2 separate regions of the Sus scrofa genome follow, and region 1 is linked to region 2. The links are chromatin contacts, called in public Hi-C maps. All regions are on one chromosome and are shown on one strand. Each heading gives the region's core, a stretch centred on a gene start, on an enhancer-like site or on the middle of the called end of the contact. The rest is flanking DNA. Distances are from core to core; before and after follow the strand shown.

Region 1 (6,983 bases), core at 599-3,098, 130 kb after region 2:
CCACTTATAATTAACAGCGTAAAACACTGTGTGTGTTTTATCCCAAAAAGTAGACTCAGTATTTCTGTACAATTTTAAAGCTAATATTTGTTACCTTTGTCAAATCCTTAATTGAAAGATGCCTTTGATTTCTAAATCGGGATAGCCTATATTTTCATTAATTCTGCTGCTGAGACAGGCCAGATCCCTTGCCCAGAGGTGGCTGAAAGCCTTCTTTCTTGTAAGAGAATCACCTTTTACAAGTGAGGCAAAGACATGGACCCTTCAAATCTTTCCAAAGTCTGTCGTTTAGGCTTCTTGATAGAAACTGCTGGTGCTGGTTTTTCTGTAAGTACCTGGTAACAGTAATCATGTGTGCCAGGGCCTAATGCATCCCATGGCCACTTGGAATAGCAACAAGGATCTCCAGATGGAAGGATGCTGCAAATGAGGTTTATATAGTTAAAAGAACATTTGAAAGTCAGGGGATACACGTGTACTTTATGTAAATCCGAATTCAATTTAAATAAACACCATGGCCTTCTGGCACCCAGTAAAGGAAGGCAGCTCAGACACATATTCCCATCAGGTGGTAACTCTTATTAGCTGGAGTTGACTAAACTTTAAGCGAGTATGGAGAGTTCTTGGAATGGCCAGCTGTCAAAAATGGTAACTATTATTTCTGTTATTCTCAGCATAATGATCATCATCATCATTGCCCTGTGGTTATTATCTGAGGGCTCAACCAAGAAAACTTGCCCAGACCTCATTCTTGTTAATTGCAGGATGAATTTAGTGCAAGGGAAGCTGCCTTTCTAGTTATAAAATCTAATTTAGGGAGCAAAGGGATTGTGACATACGGAGATATCCTGTCCCTGCCCCCCCGCCCAATCCATGTGCTGGCAGCTCTTTTTCTGTCCTAGAAATTGTTGTGTTTTAGAACTGCTATTCTTAATGCCTACCCTCCTGTGATGCTGGGATACACAGGTGCTACTTCCATTGAATGTATCCAGATTTGATAAAACACAGCCAATTTTGGTGAAGCAAAGCACATAATAGTTCATGAGTGCCACAATTATGTGCTGTTTGCCAGAAGTGATAAGTGCTTTAGTTTGGGTCCTCTCTGAAGCAGAGCCTAAGGTAAGAACTAGGGTATGGGTAGTTTATTTGGGAGATGATCCTCAGAAGCAGGAGTGAAGGAGTGGAGACAGTGAGGTGGGAAAGGAGGAAGAGCTCGCATAAGAGTATATTATTGAGGCACATTAAGCAATGGGCCAGATTGTCCCGGAACCTGGGAGAAGCATACAGAATGCCTGTCAGAATCGTTCATCTGAAGGACTGTCACCAGCCCTTCATTGTTGAGGTTTTTCTTTGAGCTTAATTACCCTGAAATTCTGGGTTTATGCTTGCACAGAGTTGGGGTGGTATTTAGAGGAGGCCAAAGGGTAAAATAAACGCAAAAACAAACAAGGAGTGGGAGGCACTGAATGAATGGTGTAATAAAGACTTTAAAAAAAAAATCTGCACTTCCATACAAGCAATAAGAACTGTCAATATCAGCTTTTTTAGAACTCTGAAAATTAATTAAAGGCTTACAATAATCCAAGGAGTATTTATTAAAGCAAAATAGCCAAATCTTAAGTAAAAACAGCAAGATTCTGGGACTCCAAGGAGGACCACAAAATTGAAGAGGAAAAACTGGTTAATTAAATGTCCTCAGGGGATTTTTAAAGGTTCTGATATATTCCAGCGAATACAGAACAGGGCTGTGCATATACTCAAGAAAGTCCTCGAAGGCCCTAGCTCTCCCCTTGCGTTGATCTCAAGGCTCTGTACAAGCAGGAAATGAAAGCAAAAACATAGCTGGTAATGTTCTGCTAGAGTGTTGAAGGTGTGCCCCAACACAAACACACAGCCTGTAGGCAAGGTCTTGGAGGCTCATTGGTTCAAGGCATTTAAGGAAATTTCTGTCTAATTATTAACTGATCACTAAGCTAACAGAGCAGAGACTCCAGTGGCTGCATGGGACAAAGGATACAGACTTTGCAGAATAAGTTCATGAAAGTCATCAAACAAACAACAGCAACAAACCCTGGAAAGTAGGGGAATCTGACTTCCAGAGGTGGCACATTATGTTATTTAAAATGTTCAGCTTTTAGCAAAAAAAAAAAAAAAAAAAATATGAGACAGGCAAAGAAACAAAAAAATATAACCAACACACAGAAAAACAAACAAACAAAAACAGCCAGTAGAAATTGCCCTGAGGAAGCCCAGATGTTGTACTTACTACACAAAGACTTAGTAACCATAAATATGTTAAAAGAATTAGCAGCCATAAATATGTTCAAAGATATAAAGAAAACCATGTCTAAAGAATTAAAGGAAAGTATGAGAATGATGGCTCACAAAATACAGAAAATTAATAAAGAGTTAGGAATTATAATGAAAGAACCAAATAGGAATTCTGGATATGTTAACTTTTTTAAAAAAATTAAAAACAAAAGAAATTCTGGAGTTGAAAAGTACAATAATTGAAATCAAAAAATCACTAGAGGGGATCAAGAGCAGTTCTGAATTGGAAGAAGAAAGAATTAGTGAACTTGAAAGCAAGCTAATTGAGATTATCTTATTTGTACAACAGAAAGGAAAAGAGAAAAGAACACAAGTGTCCCCAGAGACCCATAGGATTCTATCAAGCAGATCAACATGTACATAACGGAGATCCCAGAATGGGAGGAGAAAGATATAGGGATAGAAAGAATATTCCATGAAATAATTTAAAAAACTTTCCAAATTTGATGAAAAACATTTATCTACACATTTAAGAAGCTTAAAAGTCTCCAGACAGGATAAACTCAAAAAGATGGAGTTTTGAGTTTAGATACATACGTCGTAGTCAAACTTTTGAAAAACAAAGACAGAAGAGAGTATTGAAAGCAGCAAGAGAAAAGCTTGTACCATCATGTACCTCTTGCACCAGGGATGTTCATAACAGCACTAATCATAACAGTCAAAAGGTGGAAAGAAATGTATGGATGGATGGATGGCGAAAAATAATGTAGCATCGCTATATAAAAACAATATTATTTGGCCACAAAAAGGATTGAAGTTCTGAAACATGTTACAACATGAATGAATCTTGGAAACATTTTGCTGACTGAGAGAAGCCAGTTACCCAGACCACCTGTTGTATGATTACTATGAAAAGGCCAGAATAGACAAATCCATAGACCTAGAGAGTCAGTTAGTGGTTGACAGAGGTGGGGAGAATCAAGAATGGAGAGTGACCTAGAGAGGATGGAATTTATTTTGCGGCTGATGAAAATGTTCTAGAATTAGTGGTATATGATACACAGCATTGTGAATATATTGAAATTCACTGAATTGATATTTTTTAAGAAAGTGGATTTTGTGAAATGTGAATTTTGTTTCAGTGAAGCTCTTACTAAAAAAAATCAAGAAAACTCTTTGGTAGGTGCTTGAAGTGGGTTACTGCCAGTTGAAGATGAATTCGTGTTCACATGAAACTGCCCACCACCAGCATGCTGAAATCAGGGGTGAGTTGAGGGGAAGTGATATGCAACATCAAAGAAATCTGCTATAGGAGTCTGAGACAAGATGATGAGCTGCAGGTTATGTGTTCTTCCTAGAGGTTTAGGAGTGAATTTGTGCTTTGTCCTCCCACTCAAGCAAATACAAGGGGGAAAACAATAAATGGAAGTGGAGTAATTGACAGTTGAGAGCACCTTGATCCCTAGAATTAATTTTTAATTACAAGTCTGAATTTTACATTCTGAATACAAACTTGAACTTTAATAATCTAAAAAAATCCATAATAAAACTTTTTTTTCTTTATAAAATATCTTGTGGCAGAGAGTAGCCTGATGAGAGCACGGTAGGGAACCAGGTCATCTATTTCAGTGAATTCCACACTTTAATTAATAAGCAGAAGAGTTACTTGAGAAGCTATGAAAATGTTGAGTTTGGATCTTTCCTACTTTCTAAACTCCCTCCATCTCTCCCCACCTCCGCTAGAGTGTGATTCAGTAGAATAGGGAGGGACCAAGTATCTGCACTGCCAAAAAGCACCCCTGCTCTTCTGAAGCAGGAGGTCTGTGGATCTCAGATGGATAAACGCTGATCTTGTCCAACTCACTAGTTTTACAGATGAGACACATGAGACAGAGAAAAGAGAAAATGATTTGTTTAGGAACACACAAGAAAGGCAGAGGTATAGAGTGAGAGTCTAAATTCAGGCCTTTTCACTTGCAGTTTTGTGATCTTTCCTCTTTGTCACAGTCTTTATATATTTGGGTTAGAACAGCCCTGCGCTCACTGCTCAGAGGTGTCCAGGGAGGCAGTGGACCACATATCAGGGAGCATTAAAGCCACCCCACATCTGCCCCTGGCTTGGGCAATAAGAATCTGTGCTGCCATTGCACATACTAAGCATCTTGTGCAGAGCACCAGAATGTGAGTAATGCCACTGTGGCCACCATGAGAGAGCCAGCGAAAGAGATGATGTGTTTAAAATATGACAGAGAGTGGTAACCCAAAGACCGGTAATTATTCATTTCCTCTTGGACCAGAGCTACACAGGGCTAAGCATTCACATATTTTTGAACATGTGGATCACTGATTTAAGCATTCAGTTTCCTGCTGGCATCTGACATCATGAAACCACAACTGTAGTTCCAATTCAAAGTTAAAAATAAACTTGGCTACAAAGATCAGAGATAATGGAAGGTATGAGACAGGGTATACTCTTCGAGGATAAAAGATTAGCCTTGAAACTATATTACTATAATTTGAAACCACTGGGCTGGAATAGGGGCATGAGAAAGGGGGCACTAGGAGGAGAAAGCCTCACGGACAAAGGCATGGTAGCATGGGAAAACATGGTGCATGAGAGAACTGGGAAGAATAGGGAGTTTGTTGTGGCTGGGTGAAGGAAAGAGAGGTGGGGAGAGAGGGAGGTAGAGAGGGAGAGAGGGAGAGAACTGGCAGGGATGGGGAGGGGTGTGGACCCTGAGACATGAGGTCAAAGTGGGAGGCAGGATCTTGATCACTTAAGAAACTTGGACATCATCTTATTGACACTGGGGAACTGTAGGAGGATTTCAAGTGATAGAATTACAGGCGAGAACGATCGCTTAGGTTAGAATATGGAAAGAAGTTGGAAAGGGGGTCCAGAAATGGAGACAAGTTAGAAGTGTTGAGAGCCTGAACTAAGGGAGAGGTTAGCTGGGAAGACATCCCATCCCTAAGGATGACCACTTTCAGTTGCTACCACTGGCTGGTCCTTGGGAGGCTCAATCCTGGGAATGTTTTGCCTGCTGCCTCCTTATTTCTTAAAAGACATTCCAGTGAATAGATTTGGCAACCAGATTTCAGAGCTACAAGGCTGAGTGAGGGGTACAAAAGTTAGGAAAAAAAACACACAAAAAAACAACCAAACAGTAAAGAGAGGAGTGCAGAAAATGTGAAAAGGCAAGGAGAAAGGATGAGAGAAAAGATATATGAATGTGTAAAACTTCGAAGAATCATCAAGAAGTCATTCTTAAGCTGCAGAAATATCTTGAAAGGATTGCTTTAAGAAAAACACCCAGAATTTCAAGATGGATATCTTCTTTAGTGTCAAGAAGATAAGTTTAAAATAAATTAATTTCTAAATGCATTTTTAAAGAGCTCATAATTAAAATAAGTGAATTGGGAGTTCCCGTTGTGGCGCAGTGGTTAACGAATCCAACTAGGAACAATGAGGTTGTGGGTTCCATCCCTGGCCTTGCTCAGTGGGTTAAGGATCCGGCGTTACCGTGAGCTGTGGCAGAGGCAGCTCAGAACCTGAGTTGCTGTGGCTCTGGCATAGGCCAGCGGCTATAGTCCGATTCGACCTCCATATGCTGTGGGAGCGGCCCAAGAAATGGCAAAAAGCCAAAAAAAAAAAAAAAAAAAAGTGAATTATGTCATAGTGATCTCATGTGTATATATCAGTTTATTACTAAGCTGCACAAAAGATCAATGTCCTGTGTTTTGCAATGTGCATTTTGCGTGGGAGCCAGAGCCTAACTTCACATCTCAGAAGAGTTCAGATTTTCTGAGAAGGAGCTGAGAAATGTGCACTCACTGGGGTGGCAGAGGAGGCTAGGGCTGGAAATCAGGTTACTAAATCCTTGTCTGGAGCATGTGGGCAGATGTGAGAAGTGGGAGGAATGTTCAGACCACTTCGTTTCTTAGTAAAAATGCCAATGCAAACTTGCAACCATAGCAACACAATAGCCACATTAACTCTCGCCAAAAAAAAAAAGAAAAAGAAAAAGAAAACCTAAACCTCCATCAATTGCATTTAATAGACAAAAAAAAAAAAAAAAAAAAAAAAAAAACCCAAAGAACAAAAGACAAAAACCAACAAAACCCCCCCAAATTGCCCCTCCATTTTTTACTTTTTACTAATAAGTAAAATTTTGTGTTTATTTTGTTTCCCTTTAATCCAGTTGATTAAGAATGCATTGTTAGGAGTTCCCCTTGTGGCTCAGTAGGTTAAGAACCTGACCAGTGTCCAGGAGGATGCCAGAGCTGCAGCTTGTGGCAATACCAGATCCTTAACCCACTGAACGAGGCCAGGGATTGAACTTACATCCTCACAGAGACTATGTCGGGTTCTTAACCTGCTGAGCCACAGTGGGAACCCTGCTAGTTATTTTTATATTCCTCTGAATTTTCTTTTTTTTTGGCTGCACCTGCAGCGTGTGAAAGTTACCTGGCCAAGGATCAAGTCTGAGCCACAGCAGTGACAGTACCAAATCCTTAACTACTAGGCCATGAGGGAACTCCTCTTATGAATATTCTTAATGCTTGTTTGAGGATGCAGCTAAATTACTAGGAAAAAGTTTGACTCTTTTCAGGCTTGCTTTTAAGCTTTGTAGGTGCGACCAGAACAGCCTCTAGTCTAGGGGCAATTTTTCCTCACTACTGATTCTTTTATCAAATGGGTCATGAAATAT
Region 2 (6,937 bases), core at 1,728-4,227:
TTGTTTGCTTTCCCAAAACTTTTCCTTCTAAATTTTACCCATTTTCATTGCTACCAACAGCATCAGAAACTATGGAAGCGGATCTTTCAGTTCAGTAACTTGAAAGTCTTTGAATATGCAGTATTAATATACATGAATTTGGCAAAGGGTGTGAAATGTTCTCACTGAATAGACTGAAACAGATGTGATATTAATGATTAGCAGGCAAAACAAGTCTTTCCAACTGTTTGCCAAGCTGTCAGAAAAAATTTTCTTCTTCCTCCACACTGTTACATGCAATACTTTGTATACACCTCTATTGCAACATATCATTTTGCCTTCTATCTTAGGTGTTTTTCTAATTAAAATGTGAGCTCCTTGAAGGCAGGCTCTGTTTTGTAAGGGTGCTAGGATCTGATAAACTGTGTCTGTCCCTCAGTAAACTCTGTGGATGGATAAACAAGCACAACATTTTCTATTTGCTTCTTTCTCATTTGGCGGCTTCCATCTCCCTCTTTTCTTTTGGCTTTTGAAAGAGAAGAGTAATATTTGCCCAGGGCAAACAGACTTGGAGTTTGGGAGGCAGCATTGTGTAATCGATGTTAAATCAGCCTCCTTTAACTTTTGGCTTTCTGATTTGTAGCTCTATAACCCTGGGCAAATTGTGAAACTCCTCTAAATCCTAATTTCCTTCTCTGTAAAATGAAGATAATAGGTTCAACTTCAAAAAGTAGAGATTAAAGGAGATCATGTTTTAAAACCTCTAGGATGGTGCCTGGTGTAACACTTGGTAAATAGTAGCTGTAATTATTATTTCCTCAAAGGAACAGATATACTAAAACAAAACAAAACAAAACAAAAACCCTATCTGTCAAACAAAATAAGATGTCATTGGCTATTTCGCCTTCCCCTCTAGTGGGCACACCAACTTCTAAACTGGAGGCAACCAGAAGCTAAACATTAATAGAGATTAGGTCTGAGACTCTTAGCAAAATCAGTCTGTCACATGTCTGTAGATAAAAATTGGGGGTTTTATTTTCAAAACTGAAAGAGGTGCTCAGAGTATTGAAATAAGAGAAGAATAGGATTGGGCCATGTAGGAATAACCAGAGAGTATTTTATTAGGTCTCTTGCCTAAAGTACCACATTATCCAACTACTGGGAATTTTTTTTTTTTTTTAATGTTAGAGTTGAACTATCGTGATCTTTGTTCTTTCCTAACCAGCAAATGACCTGTTGTAATGACAACCTTTGGTTTTCAGCAGGCTTGCCTAGTTACTATACTTGAGCATATATGCCTGAGCTAATTTTCCATTTAACTGCTGAGGCTTTAAAATGTGGAAACGCCTCGTGGGCCTCTTCATTAAAGTGTTGGCCTGGTTTCTGCTGCTGGAGACAGCTGAGAAAAATTCAGCATGTGTCATATTTTCAAGACTTTCTTCCCTCCACCTAAATTTCTTGTATATTAAGATGGGTGTAAACAATGAGTGCTCTTCTATAAATCAGTGGCAACAAAGATGGCAACATCTTCTGCACATAGTGAGTGTTGCAATTTTGGGTCAGAGACAACTCCCTTTGAAAAGGCAGAATTAAAAAAAAAAAAAAAAAGATGAGCAAAATATATACTTCAGGAGACCAAATGGAATATCCTCTTCTGTGGATGCAGAGATACACTCTCCCTCTTCCCCTAAGGAAGCCAGATCCTGCATCATTTTTTTCTGCTCACGACTCAGCAGAAACACAATGCTTCATTTTATAGAGGCTGATTACAACACAATGACAGCACTATAATTTCCTTCAGGGTGAAATACTTCACTTGGCTTTAGGCCAGCTGAGCTCAGTGTCACTTAGCACTTCTGCAACTTCTGACACAGGCAAATACCTTCACGTGGGTGCATGCTGTATTCCTTTAGGAAGCATTTTTTAAAACATTGTCACAGCAACTCATTCGAATCAGCAGTTGGGGTTTTGCACGTGACCAGATTTCTTTTCCCTGATGCGGACATTGGAATAGCCCATAAACCACTGAAAGTGACTGTGCCACCCACTTCTTCTGAGGCCAAAGCGGTCATGAAATGAGTTTGGTGTGCAGAGGACCTTTTGGTTCTTTCGTCAGAGGAAACCTATAATTGTAAAATTCCTCCTTGGTTCCATCGTTCACATAGACCTAAGGAGTGTTCCCTTGTCTTTTTCTGATTATGTGGGATGTGGTCAGTCTTGATGTTGTGTTGAAGAAGTTATAGACAGTTAAGTAAACATCTTAAGGAAAAAGCTAAGATCTAAAGCTAGGAACACTTCACATATTTGTCTATTAAGAAAAAAAAGATACTCCCCCCCTCCCCCGACAAAAAAAAGCCTCTTTCCTACCCCACCCCCAACACCTGTCTCCTTGTTATCACTGTGACTTTGCCCCAGGACACTGTCTCTACATAAAAGTTGGGTAATTCTTACTTCCTGAACGGGACCTACCTAACTGCTGGCACGTAATAGTCATCTCCCACATGGACAGGCCCAGTGGCTGCTGTGTGACGGGAGGGGACATATGAGAAGGGTGAGGGAAGGACAGCTGTGGAGCAGGTCTTTGATCCAACAGCAAAGCTAAGACCAGCCAATTAGACATCACATTCTCCTTTGGCAATCTGACCTGACAAGCGTGCCACAACTACTTCCAAAGACTTCCCTCTTTTTGGCTTAGATTGGGGGTGGGATGAGGATAGAAAATGAGAAGTCCAAAGGGGAAAATGACGTATTTGTTTCTTCACCTATTTATTGACTCCAAACAACAAACACTTACTACATGGTCTTTAGGGGATCAGGTGCTGTGCTCAGTGTTTCACATGCAATTTCTCTTAATTCTCACAATCCCATCAAGGAGATGAGTTTCAATCTTCATTTAGCAATGGAGAAAACTAAGCCTTTGGAGAGGTTGAGAAACTTGCCCAAGGTCACACAGATAAGAAGCAAAGCTGGGACAGTATCCTGCTCTGGGGACAAGCCTGTGCTCTTCACCACTGTGCTACACTGCCTCCCTGTGTTAGAACATCTTTAATCTTTTCTCCCCAGGATGGAGGAAGCTAAGCAGAAAAGAAACCTGTTAATTGGTAGATGTTTGGAAGGATGATTTCTTTGTCATTATATTGATGCTATAGTATTTATAGTAGAGTATGTCGAATTGTTACGTTTATATGAAACAGCGAGGAAACTTAAAGAGGCTTGAACAAAGTAATTCAAGCTGTTTGATTCTAACATGTGATTATAATGATCTCTTTCTGTTGGCCTCTGTCTGTCTGGCTTTCTGAAGTGATCTTTTGTTTTGCAGGAACAGTTGTTACTGAGCAATACCAGCTGCAAGGGAACAATTCCTGACATTACCTCCTCCCTGCTCTCCTCTTTCTTCCCTCCCCACAACCTCCGGTCCTGGCAAGTGCTATTATTTTGAATGGATATGATTGGCAGGGACGGGAAGCTCTCACATTTATTTCTGTGATACAACTTATTGAAGCAAAAGCTTACTCCAAAAGAGGCCCCAGCCCTGTATCAGGTTCAGACACAAACCTTCAGGGGAGAAAAGGGCTGCCAATACGATTTAGTTGGAAGATGGAAAACAGAGGGAAGAGGAACACTTTGGGAAATTTTGAGCTCTCTGATGTTCACAGTCTCCTCTTTTTGGCATCCTGAGAGATAGTTATGTCGCAGAGCACAAGCTGCAATAAAGAGAGTATCTAGGATCATATAATGTCTTCTGATGGAGATGTTAGATTTAGGGTTGGTCTAATTTACTTTGACTTTATTTCTGAAAATTGCCTCTGGGATGCAGAATCTGTCCTTAAATTAAAGCGTTCGCTTAATTTCATATTTCCTCTGAAGGAGTAGGTTCACATAACCAAAATCAGATAATCATAGATAACCCAAATCTGTATGTATCCCCAGGTCTTTTACAAAAGTATAAAGCCTTCTGTTGTATTGAAGGTTCTCAATCTTCTGTGTTTGTAGCATACTTTCAAGTGCTGGAATTGTTGGAAACACAAATGAAGGGCTTCAAAGAATCAAAACTATGCCACCATCTCAAGTATGATAAAACCGATCTCATGGTGTCCATAAAAATAACTAGAGCAGAGCACAGCTTGTGTGATTGCTTTTCGGTGCTCTGTCTAGGTTCAAGGACAGCTGTTTACTGCCCTGAACTTGATGTCTGATATGTTTGTGGAACAAACTGTTTACATGTTTCAGAAAATATACCGTCTTTCTTTGTGGCTGGTCCTGCTATTACTCTTTGCAAGATGAATCCTGGCATCTCAGTAACAGTATGTGTACTCAGTGGCAGCAGATATGATTTTTTTTCAAAATTTGGTAAAGTGTTCAGATTCTGGGGTGCCATAGCATCCAGTTTGAAAACCATTGCCTTATGTACTTGCAAGGTAAATCAGGATAAAAGGAAGAGCAGATGGAGAAAAGAGAAATGCATCTGAGGGAACTGCCCAAATGGCCCTCCCCTAGCAGATTAAAGCAAATATTTAGGCTTCTCTGGGTGGGTGACAATGCTTTTCATGTTAGTGACATTCAGGGTTGGCTGCTTGGGCGGGGGTGGGGAGCACTTAGACATGACGTAGCTTGGTAAAGTCTGGATAATTAATCAAGAATTCCAGTGGATTTTATAGTTTGATTATTTAGATGTGGATATGTGGAAAATATTAAATATGTATACTTCAAAGTTGTCAGTTGTTGGGTATTAAAGGAAGGATCCAGTTGGCAAGTGCCTGGCATGCATTTAGAGAAGCTTGTGGCATTATCACTCTATGTTCAAAGCTACCCAAGTGATTTGAAGGTGATTAGGCAGGTTTATTTTATTCATATGCACATGAATTTAGGAATTTGGATGGGAAACTTTCTTTCTTTCTTTTTTTTTTTAAAGCATATGTTTGAAGTTGATCCCAAATACTGCAGAATTCATTCCTCAACTTTCTTAGTATGATTAGCAAATGTAAGTCTGAGTAGTTTTGAGAAATGGGCCAGAAGGGGAAGGGATAAATAAAACCCAACATATTTCGGAGTTAGCCTGTGCCTAATGCTTACATGCAGTGTGGTTGGGATAAAACTACCTGGTTCAAACATTTGTTGATAGTCTACCACATACCAAATCTAAATCCTAGGCTCCGGGAATAAAATAGCAAATAAGACAGATATGTTCCCATTGTCACTGATCTTAAATTTTAGTGGGGGAGCCAAATAATAAACAAGTATACAAATAAATATATGACATGGCAAATGGGGAGGAATAGAGAGTCACAGGGTGAGAAGGAGCCACCAGTGCTAATTCCTAATGGGCAGGTAGGGAAGGACAGCTGACAAGGTGAAGTTTGAACAGAGAACTGGTGAGCCATATGGGTGTGGCAACTCTGTTCCAGGATGAAGAACATCAAAGGCAATGAACCTGACCGAGGTGGCAGAATGATCGGCAAGCTCAATAGCAATAAGAAGACCACTGTGACTGTATCAGAGTGAGACAAGATGGCACTGGTACTTGATAAGATGAAGGGTTTGGGGAGAATCATGTTGGTCCTTGCAGATCACTGTGAGAGGAATCCACTGGAGAGTTTTGAGCAGAGGAGGGACATGCCCAGGCTTCTATTTTGGTTGCTGTGTGGGAGACATGGGGGCAGGGAGTGTGGTTAGGAGGCTGTTTTCTATAATCCAGGTGAGGAATGGTGGTGGCTTGGACCAGGGTAGCAGTGGTGGCTGTGCTGAGACGTGGTCAGATTCTGGATGAATTTTAAAGATAGAGCTGACGTGATTTGCTGCTGGATTGAATACGGAATGTGAAAGAAAAAGAGGAGGCAAAGATGGCTGTAAGGTATTTGCCACTTGGCACCCAGGGAAAGGCTACTCTCCTGTGCAGGACTTCTAGATGTGCACTGTGAATGGAACTGTTGGGGACAGGGATGAGGGCACAAGGAGGCAGGCTATGCCCAGAATGGGGATTTAGGTGGCTTGTTTCTCAGTGCTTCATTATAAATGACTCTGGCTCAATTTATCCATTTGGTATCCAGAGTCTGTAATAGTTGGGAAACCTCAAACCCAAACCAAAGTATTTTTCCCTGGAATCCTGAAGGCACTTCTAGTTACTCCTCCCAAGATTGAGAGAAGGGTACAGAGAGAACACTGTTTAAACAGCTGGAGGGCAGGCTGAAAAGTTTGAAATATTTCCTCTAGAAGAGTAAGGGTCACTTTGAAATTTGCAAAATTAGGAAGAGCATGAGGAAAAAACCCACAGTTGTTTTTTGTTTTGTTTTGTTTTTGCCATTCCTTTTAACATTGGAATTTTCCTGGCTAAGCTTGAAGGAGATGGTACTTAGGCAATGAAGATTGCACAGCAGATAATAAATATATAGAACCATGGACTCCAAGGATGATATAGATTAAAATATAAATAGATTTAAAAAGAGTTTAGGAAATTCAGGGATGGTGTATATGAAATAAATTATGAAAAGTAGTGATTCAGTTGTACCTGACCAAAATTTTTTGAGTGTATATTTGTGTATATAATTATACTGCTATTGGTGATAGAGTAATGAATAAAATACAATCTCTAGACTCAAGATTTCAGAATCGGTAGGAATGGTGACATGTGTCTAAATACAAACACTCAAACTCCTTTATAGGGCGCTATGGTAGATTGATTGCATTAATGGCTCATCCCAATGTCCAGCCTTTGCTCCCTATCTTTGTAATAACCTCCAGTTGGACTCTGGGTACGTCCGTGTGACTTGTACTGGTCCCTGGAATGTTAGCAAACATGATGGCAAGCAGAGGCTGGAAAAACATGTGTGTTTTCTCTTGTCTCTTGCACGACTGGGTGTATTCTCTTTCTCATCTCTCTTTTGTCATGAACATGCCCAGGCTAACCTTGTGCAGATGCTGGAAACAAGTAGAAAAGAGCCAAGGCTCTATTAAGCCAGCT

What was found. A called contact is a pair of places that touch in the nucleus more often than the background predicts.
Region 1: a Hi-C map of liver shows a contact between it and region 2, with 4 times the contacts expected there. The contact joins two enhancer-like sites. A contact is called at or near these places in 8 of 47 Hi-C or Micro-C datasets (embryonic fibroblasts, fetal skeletal muscle, fibroblasts and 3 more) and 1 of 2 datasets of contacts at active chromatin or transcription factors (skeletal muscle).

What each region holds. Positions count from the first base shown.
Region 1 is chr15:107,213,888-107,220,870 of Sscrofa11.1, forward strand. No RefSeq gene overlaps it. Among named protein-coding and RNA genes, the nearest start is that of CTLA4, 66 kb to the right of the region's middle. Within about 2 kb of position 1,849, at least 10 of the 83 cell types and tissues checked have an H3K27ac peak or open chromatin away from gene starts, as enhancers often do. A contact at or near this core is called in liver, where this site is marked.
Region 2 is chr15:107,085,049-107,091,985 of Sscrofa11.1, forward strand. No RefSeq gene overlaps it. Among named protein-coding and RNA genes, the nearest start is that of CD28, 40 kb to the right of the region's middle. Within about 2 kb of position 2,978, at least 29 of the 83 cell types and tissues checked have an H3K27ac peak or open chromatin away from gene starts, as enhancers often do. A contact at or near this core is called in liver, where this site is marked.